Regions from separate parts of the Hordeum vulgare genome. Here region 2 is linked to region 1. The links are chromatin contacts, called in public Hi-C maps. All regions are on one chromosome and are shown on one strand. Each heading gives the region's core, a stretch centred on a gene start, on an enhancer-like site or on the middle of the called end of the contact. The rest is flanking DNA. Distances are from core to core; before and after follow the strand shown. Region 1 overlaps LOC123407128 (lactoylglutathione lyase). Region 2 holds the start of LOC123412455 (aldehyde dehydrogenase family 2 member C4-like).

Region 1 (3,380 bases), core at 851-3,350:
CAAAAACCCTCAATACCTCTAGTATATATAGGAGGGGATGGAGGGAGGGGAGGAGGCAGCCTCAAACCCTCAAGGTTTGGCCGAAATTGGAGGTGGAGGAGTCCTACTCCAATCCTACTAGGAATAGGATTCCTCCTTTCCACTTGGAAACCCTTTCCACCTTTTCCACCTTTGGATTTTTTGCCTCTCAAACCTCATCGGTCTTAGTGGGAGCTTATGTAATCCCACTAGGGGCTGGTTTGTATCCTCCCATAGCCCATAAGGCCCCTCGGGGCGTGACACCCCTCCCGATGGTCCCCGGTACCCTCCCGGCACTCCCGGTACACTACCGATGAGCCTGAAACTTTTCCGGTGACCAAAACAGGACTTCCTATATATCAATCTTTACGTCCGGACCATTCCGGAGCTCCTCGTGACGTCCAAGATCTCATCCGATACTCCTAACAACTTTCGGTTACCAACACATATAACTCAACAATACCGAAACGTCACCGAACCTTAAGTGTGCAGACCCTGCGGGTTCGAGAACTATGCAGACATGACCGAGACACCTCTACGGTCAATAACCAATATAGGGACCTAGATGCACATATTGGCTCCTACATATTCTACGAAGATCTTTATCGATTGAACCTCTATGTCAAGGATTCAGTTAATCTCGTATGATGTTCCCTTTGTCCTTCGGTATGTTACTTCCCGAGATTCGATCATCGGTATCTCTATACCTAGTTCAATCTCGTTATCGGCAAGTCTCTTTACTCGTTCCGTAATACAAGATTTTGTGGCTAACTCCATAGTCACATCGCTTGCAAGGCTTATTGTGATGTTGTATTACCGAGTGGGCCCCAAGATACCTCTTTGTCATACGGAGTGACAAATCCCAGTCTCAATTCACTCCAACCCAACAGATACCTTCAAAGATACCTGTAGAGCAACTTTATAGTCACCCAGTTACGTTGCGACGTTTGATACACACAATGTGTTCCTCCGATGTCCGGGAGTTGCATGCTCTCATGGTCATAGGAACAGATACATTGACATGCAGAAAACAGTAGCAATAAACTGACACGACCATATGCTACGTTTATAGTTTAGGTCTTGTCCATCACATCATTCTCCTAATGATGTGACCCCGTTATCAAGTGACAACACTTGTCTATGGCTAAGAAATCTTAACCATCTTTGATCAACGAGCTAGTCAACTAGAGGCTTACTAGGGACAGTATTTTGTCTATGTATCCACACATGTATTTGACTTTCCAATCAATACAATTATAGCATGGATAATAAACGATTATCATGAACAAGGAAATATAATAATAACCAATTTATTATTGCATCTAGAGCATATTTCCAACATGTAGAAGGTCTGGAAGAGGGCCAACAAGGGCATCACCCCCAGAAAGCCCTTGCAGAGATAGGCGAAGGTGGCAAGGAGGAAGACGGAGTTGGGATGGAGATAGAGCGTGTGCATATGTAGTGCTCTAGAACCGCGCTGGAGAAGTATAAGAACGGAGGGAGCAGACCTCCAAAGGTGGAGAGGAAGAAGAATGGGAACGTCGTCACTGACAGCTCCCTGGTCGGCATCGAGCCCGACCAGATCTTGGTGGCCTTGTGCTCATTATGAGCGCTGGCCATAACAGGGGTGAGCTTCTGCAGCCTTCTTGGCTCTTGATGGTGGAGGGCAACACCGTCGGCTCCACCTGCGCCCCGTTGGCGGCGGTGCTCCTCTTCAGCGCCATGGTGGCGGAGAAGCAGCGGCGGAGATGAAGGAGGAGGCAGAGAAGTAGAGCGCGAGCGGTGTGTGCGCAAGGAAGGAGAAGCAGCGCGCAAGGGAGGCGTCTGGAGGAAGGCAAGCAATGATGGTCTTGCCCGACAATCTTAAGGCACTTACCGAGGCGTCGTTGGAGAAGTGGGTATGTCCTGTCCCATCGCTGCTGACACGCGTCATCTCATGGCCCGGTAGTTCGTCACGACTCGCGGCACTTCGACCCATGCCGTTTCGTGCTCCACTCGCGGAACATACACACCACACGCACCGGGCTACTGTCAATGCAGTGGAACCAGGGTACCATGGCCCATTTACTGTCGGCCCAGCAGCTCAACAAAGGCAAAAAGGAAAAGCGATTCATTTTGGAAAAAAGATAAGGTAGGAAGTGTTCGTGGCTGTGGGAGACACAATGGAGATTGATCACACGGCGCGATCAGTCCAATCTTCTGCCAGTGCGGCGAGTTTAAGCATTTTCCTTTTTCTTTGGAAATAAATGGTTGCAAGGTTATGGTGCAGGGATGCTGGGCGATCTCTTTTCTTTCTCTGGATCGGGTATACTATCCGCTGTAGGTGAGCATCTTCCTCCTTTTCCCACACTATAATCTCTCACAATCTAGTACCGGGTTAATGTTTTAACCAGAACTAACAATCAACTTTGTAGTTATAACCAAAATGCAAGCAACTTAATAACACTAGGCCAATGACGGCATGGGCATAACACTAGGCCAATGACGGCATGGGCATAACACTAGGCCAATGACGGCATGGGCATGCGGTAGTTGCTTTTATTTTTATTCGTCGAGCGGAAGAGGCTGCCTTTTTATTACATCGCACACAGACCATTTGCTACATGAGGTTTGTTTTATTACATCACACAGACCATTGCTACATACGGTTCCTCCTCACGACACTAACATCTGAGCCTGCTCATCTTCAGTGCAGCTCCTTGAGGAAGTCTGCGTAGTCCACCAGAACCTACAACCGGAGGAATAACATTAGTCACGTACTGATACTGTGGCTGGCTGGTTGCAAAAGATAAGTCATTTTCAGTAGTAAAAGCAACCACTACATCAGTTAGTAACCACGCCTGCAACCCAGTTTACATACAGGGTTTAAGAAATCATGTTCAGTATTAACAATCATGCTGCAGCGAAATTTGAGGTGAAGTTCCACCTCACTTGATTAATTTGCTTTGCTACGCCTAGGATGCATACCAGCCTCGATTGTGTTCTGCTAACTAAGTGGGTGACGCCTCAAAACTGTTAAAGTTTATTCTCTAGACAATAGATGATGGTGACACAACTGGAGGAACTACAGCTCAGACTATTAATATAAACCTCTATAAGATTATGTTGTTTTCCAAGTTCTATTTTATTTTACGAAGTAACAATTGTCCTTGAAGGTGCCAATCCAAGAGGTCTCTGAAACTATGTACTCTCTCCGTCTCTGAAAAGGTCTATAATCTTTTTTTGATGTCAAACGGTGCAAGGTTTGACCAAGTTTGTAGTATAAATTATGAAAAACTATGGTACCAAATTAATATTAATATTATTAGGTACACAGTAAAATATATTTTCATAACATATCTATTTAGTAGATATTGTAGTTA
Region 2 (3,422 bases), core at 324-2,823, 240 kb after region 1:
GCGTGGGCGGCGTGGTCGCCGGGGTGTTGCGTCCGATGGTGGTGAGTCTTGGTCAGGGTGAAACCCTGGTCCATCTTCGGATGGACCGGCAGCGGCGTAGCTTGTTCCCTTCTTGAAGACGTCGTCGCGGCTTTCATTGCCCATTGTGTTGCTACAGGGGAAACATTGATCATCGGTTCGGGCGATGGCGGCATTCTGATGTCATAACCTTTCTGAAGGCGCCGTCTTGAAGCACACGATTCGTCATATATGACTTCATTTCTTCGCGGTGCCATGTTCACGGTTGAGAACTCCGGTTGTTTTTATAGTACTAAGGATAGTGTTGCTGCGTTTAACGTCTAGGTTCTAGCTTTGGGTGTGTGAATGTATTGTCGTGACGTGTGTTTGTATTTGAGCTGTGATCGATCGTTGCTTTATATATAGAACGAGATGAAAGTCTTTTTCCTGGAACATGTAGGCAAGCAAGGGAGCCATTGACGTGCACGTAGGCATTCGGCCTCGACGACGACAAGCTCTACGGTCATTCGAATCGGGTTTCAAGAAGCATCATCGATTGGCATCTCACGGGCGCAGGCTCGTACAAACGAGACGGAAACCGGGACCAGATGATAACGAGAATGAAAGGACCTGACCTTACAGACGTGTAGCACAGCAGTACCAAGCAGATTCTGCCAGGCCATCTCCGTCACGTACTGCACGGCCAATGGTGCAGCCGTACAAGTACTGCACGCGAGCTTCTAAAAGAACACGAGACAATGGGGTCCTACAAGGCTACAAAGCTCATCAGTCCCATCTGGGTAGAGATCAGATCCCTGCAGCTTGACCGCCGAGTTTTGGTTAGCCAGTGTTTGCCCTTCTACCATCTTAGATACGCCCTATAGAACTAGGGGACACTATTTTAGCCAAGCTATAAGCACCCCGTCACCCAAGCTAGCTTGTGGCGTCTTCTCTCTTAATTTACACAAGCTAACCATGTTACTTCCGTGGATTCCGCTTAGACGATGAATCTTATCGCTCTGCTGGCCCGTGAAAAATGAGCGCGACGCGAGGTCGCGGACATGCTATGTTCGCCATGCGTCGTGAACATGCGGCTGGGCGCCACAACTGACCTCAAATACTGCTCCCTTTGGCACTTGAGTACTCACTAATCAGTATTCAGGATTACAGGTTCAACCAACCACGAGCAAATAAGCCTACAAGGCTACAACACACTAGACCAAGCACTAACAGTTTACCCCCAAATCTGCAAATCGGGCCTTACTTAACCACCAAAGTAAACAACTAATCCGGCCTATATTACCAAGGCGAGACGGCTATAATAGATGTGTGCGCAGGAGAAAAGAGACGTACCGGAGACGGCGTCGACGAAGGCCCCGTTGATGAAGAGCTTGGTGTACCTGATCTCCGGCATCTCCATGCACACGCCGCCGCCGCTGCCGTTCTCCGCGGCGCGCCCCTTGCCCCCGTCGCCATTGCGCTCGCTCGCCATGGCCTCTTCTCCTAGACCGAGACCGTTGTCGGCGCTCGCGCAGCGTGATGTGTGTGGAGAGTGGACCGTGGAGTGAAGACAACGGGGACGGGGGCTGCTCTTCGTTTTATAAAGAAACGTAAACCGCGACCTGTCCGTAGCCATCCGCGCGCGAGGCAACACACACCTCTCGGCTGCTAACGCGCGTAAAGGCAGCTCCAAACGCACCGTTTGGTTCAAAACATACCGATGAGATAACACAACTGCGATTCATTGTCTGTTTCGTGCTCGTTCAGCCTCATCTGTACTATAAAAAAAACACGAAAAGGCACATCCAACTCATCATCTCAGCCGTTTAATTACATAATTAAGGGTCTTAAATTGTCGTTAACGAAATCTTTCGTTAACACCGTGAAGCCCCACGTTCTCTTCGCGAAGCGCCCTGAAACCGCACAAGCCCCGACTCCTCTCCAGTCTCCCCTCCCCTCCCCTCCCGGCCCGCCGCCTCCCCCCCAGCTCGCTTCGCCCGTCGCCTGCTCGCCCCGCCCCGACTCCTCTCCCCTGCCTTCCCGGCCTGCCGCCTCCCCCCAGCTCGCTCAGCCCGACGCCTGCTCGCCCCGCCCCGACTCCTCTCCCCTCTCCTCCCGGCCCGTCGCCTCCCCCCAGCTCGCTTCGCCCGTCGCCTGCTCGCCCCGCCCCGACTCCTCTCCCCTCCCTTCCCGGCCCGCCGCCTCCCCCCAGCTCGCTCCGCCCGACGCCTGCTCGCCCCGCCCCGACTCCTCTCCCCTCTCCTCCCGGCCCGCCGCCTCCCCCCAGCTGGCTCCGCCCGTCGCTTGCTCGCCCCGCCCGCCGCCTCTACCCCGCTCAGCCCCGCCTACTCGCCCCGCCCTCCGCCGTACCCCACTGCGCGATGGAGCGGGCTCGACCGGGCGATGGATTTCTCCGACGGGAGCTTGCCTCGGCCACCACGTCGTCCTCCTACTCCTCCTCAATTCCACTTGTCAGTGCGGTGGACCCAACGGGCGTCGAGGGCGTGCGGACGGAGGTGGCGCAGATCCAGGGTGGCCACAACAATGGGCGCCCCCACCCCCTTCATGCGCCACTGCCCAATCCTCCTCTGAATCTGTGGAATGCAGAAGGGATCCCAATCATGTTCGTGGGTCATCGGACGATCCACCGTCCCAGCTCCCTTAGCATGCTGCCTACACTTCCTCTTCTTCGCCGCAATAGTTGGATCACCAGTTCATCTATTCGTTCGTGGACTGTCGCCGACTGCATCCTGCTAGGGAGTTGCTCTGTTGCGAGGTACGTTCGTCCATGCCGGAGGCTGTGATGCATGATGATCCGTGTTTAGGATCACTTAATTTGCATGAACTGCTTATGCCATGTGCATATTAATTAATATGTAGCTAGGGTCTGCTCTTGATAGCCAGATGATCTATGCACTTGACCAATATTCGGGATCAGAAACAAAAAAAACCTCAGTAGAACAAATCTGTATTATGTAGCACGTGCAAGGGATCGTATTAGAAGCTTCTACGTGGTCGTAAACAAAGCCTGAACCCAACTTCAATTTAATTTGTGTGGCAAAACTATTCACTTTTACGAGAGTCAACACTTCTATCTCATAAGATTTTAGTATAAATAAAATTTTGGTTTTGATGCTCATGCCGCTGTACCAATTTTCATGGCCTGAAAATGATAATAATATGCATATCTATTGATTCTTCACATGGATCGTAAAAATATGTTTGATGTGGCATAAATCTTTGTCTTGTCACTTTCAACTTAAAGAGCTTGAGAAGATTGATTCTAGAAAGGGACTGATCAACCAGTATGTAAATAAACTGCCCATAGGTTGATCTTATTTGTATATTTTTTATATAATGTGATCTGCCAAAAGATATATTCAAATTTAGGACAGTAAAACTGAGCCTAATCCCTGTCCTCTCAC

Evidence for each region. A called contact is a pair of places that touch in the nucleus more often than the background predicts.
Region 2: a contact with region 1 is called in a Hi-C map of leaf, with 2.6 times the contacts expected there. The contact joins the promoter of LOC123412455 here to the enhancer-like site in region 1. A contact is called at or near these places in 2 of 6 Hi-C or Micro-C datasets (both in leaf).

The regions. Positions count from the first base shown.
Region 1 is chr7H:497,106,686-497,110,065 of MorexV3_pseudomolecules_assembly, forward strand. LOC123407128 (lactoylglutathione lyase) reads right to left here. Exons shown (of 9, transcript XM_045100189.1): 9 at 2,560-2,746. The coding sequence ends at 2,705. Among protein-coding and RNA genes, the nearest start is that of LOC123407128, 4.6 kb to the right of the region's middle. Within about 2 kb of position 2,101, at least 2 of the 3 cell types and tissues checked have open chromatin away from gene starts, as enhancers often do. A contact at or near this core is called in leaf, where this site is marked.
Region 2 is chr7H:497,349,543-497,352,964 of MorexV3_pseudomolecules_assembly, forward strand. It overlaps LOC123412455 (aldehyde dehydrogenase family 2 member C4-like), which reads right to left and starts at 1,574. Exons shown (of 8, transcript XM_045105403.1): 1 at 1,351-1,574. The coding sequence starts at 1,489. It overlaps LOC123408786 (a long non-coding RNA gene), which reads left to right and starts at 2,434. Exons shown (of 2, transcript XR_006612788.1): 1 at 2,434-2,773.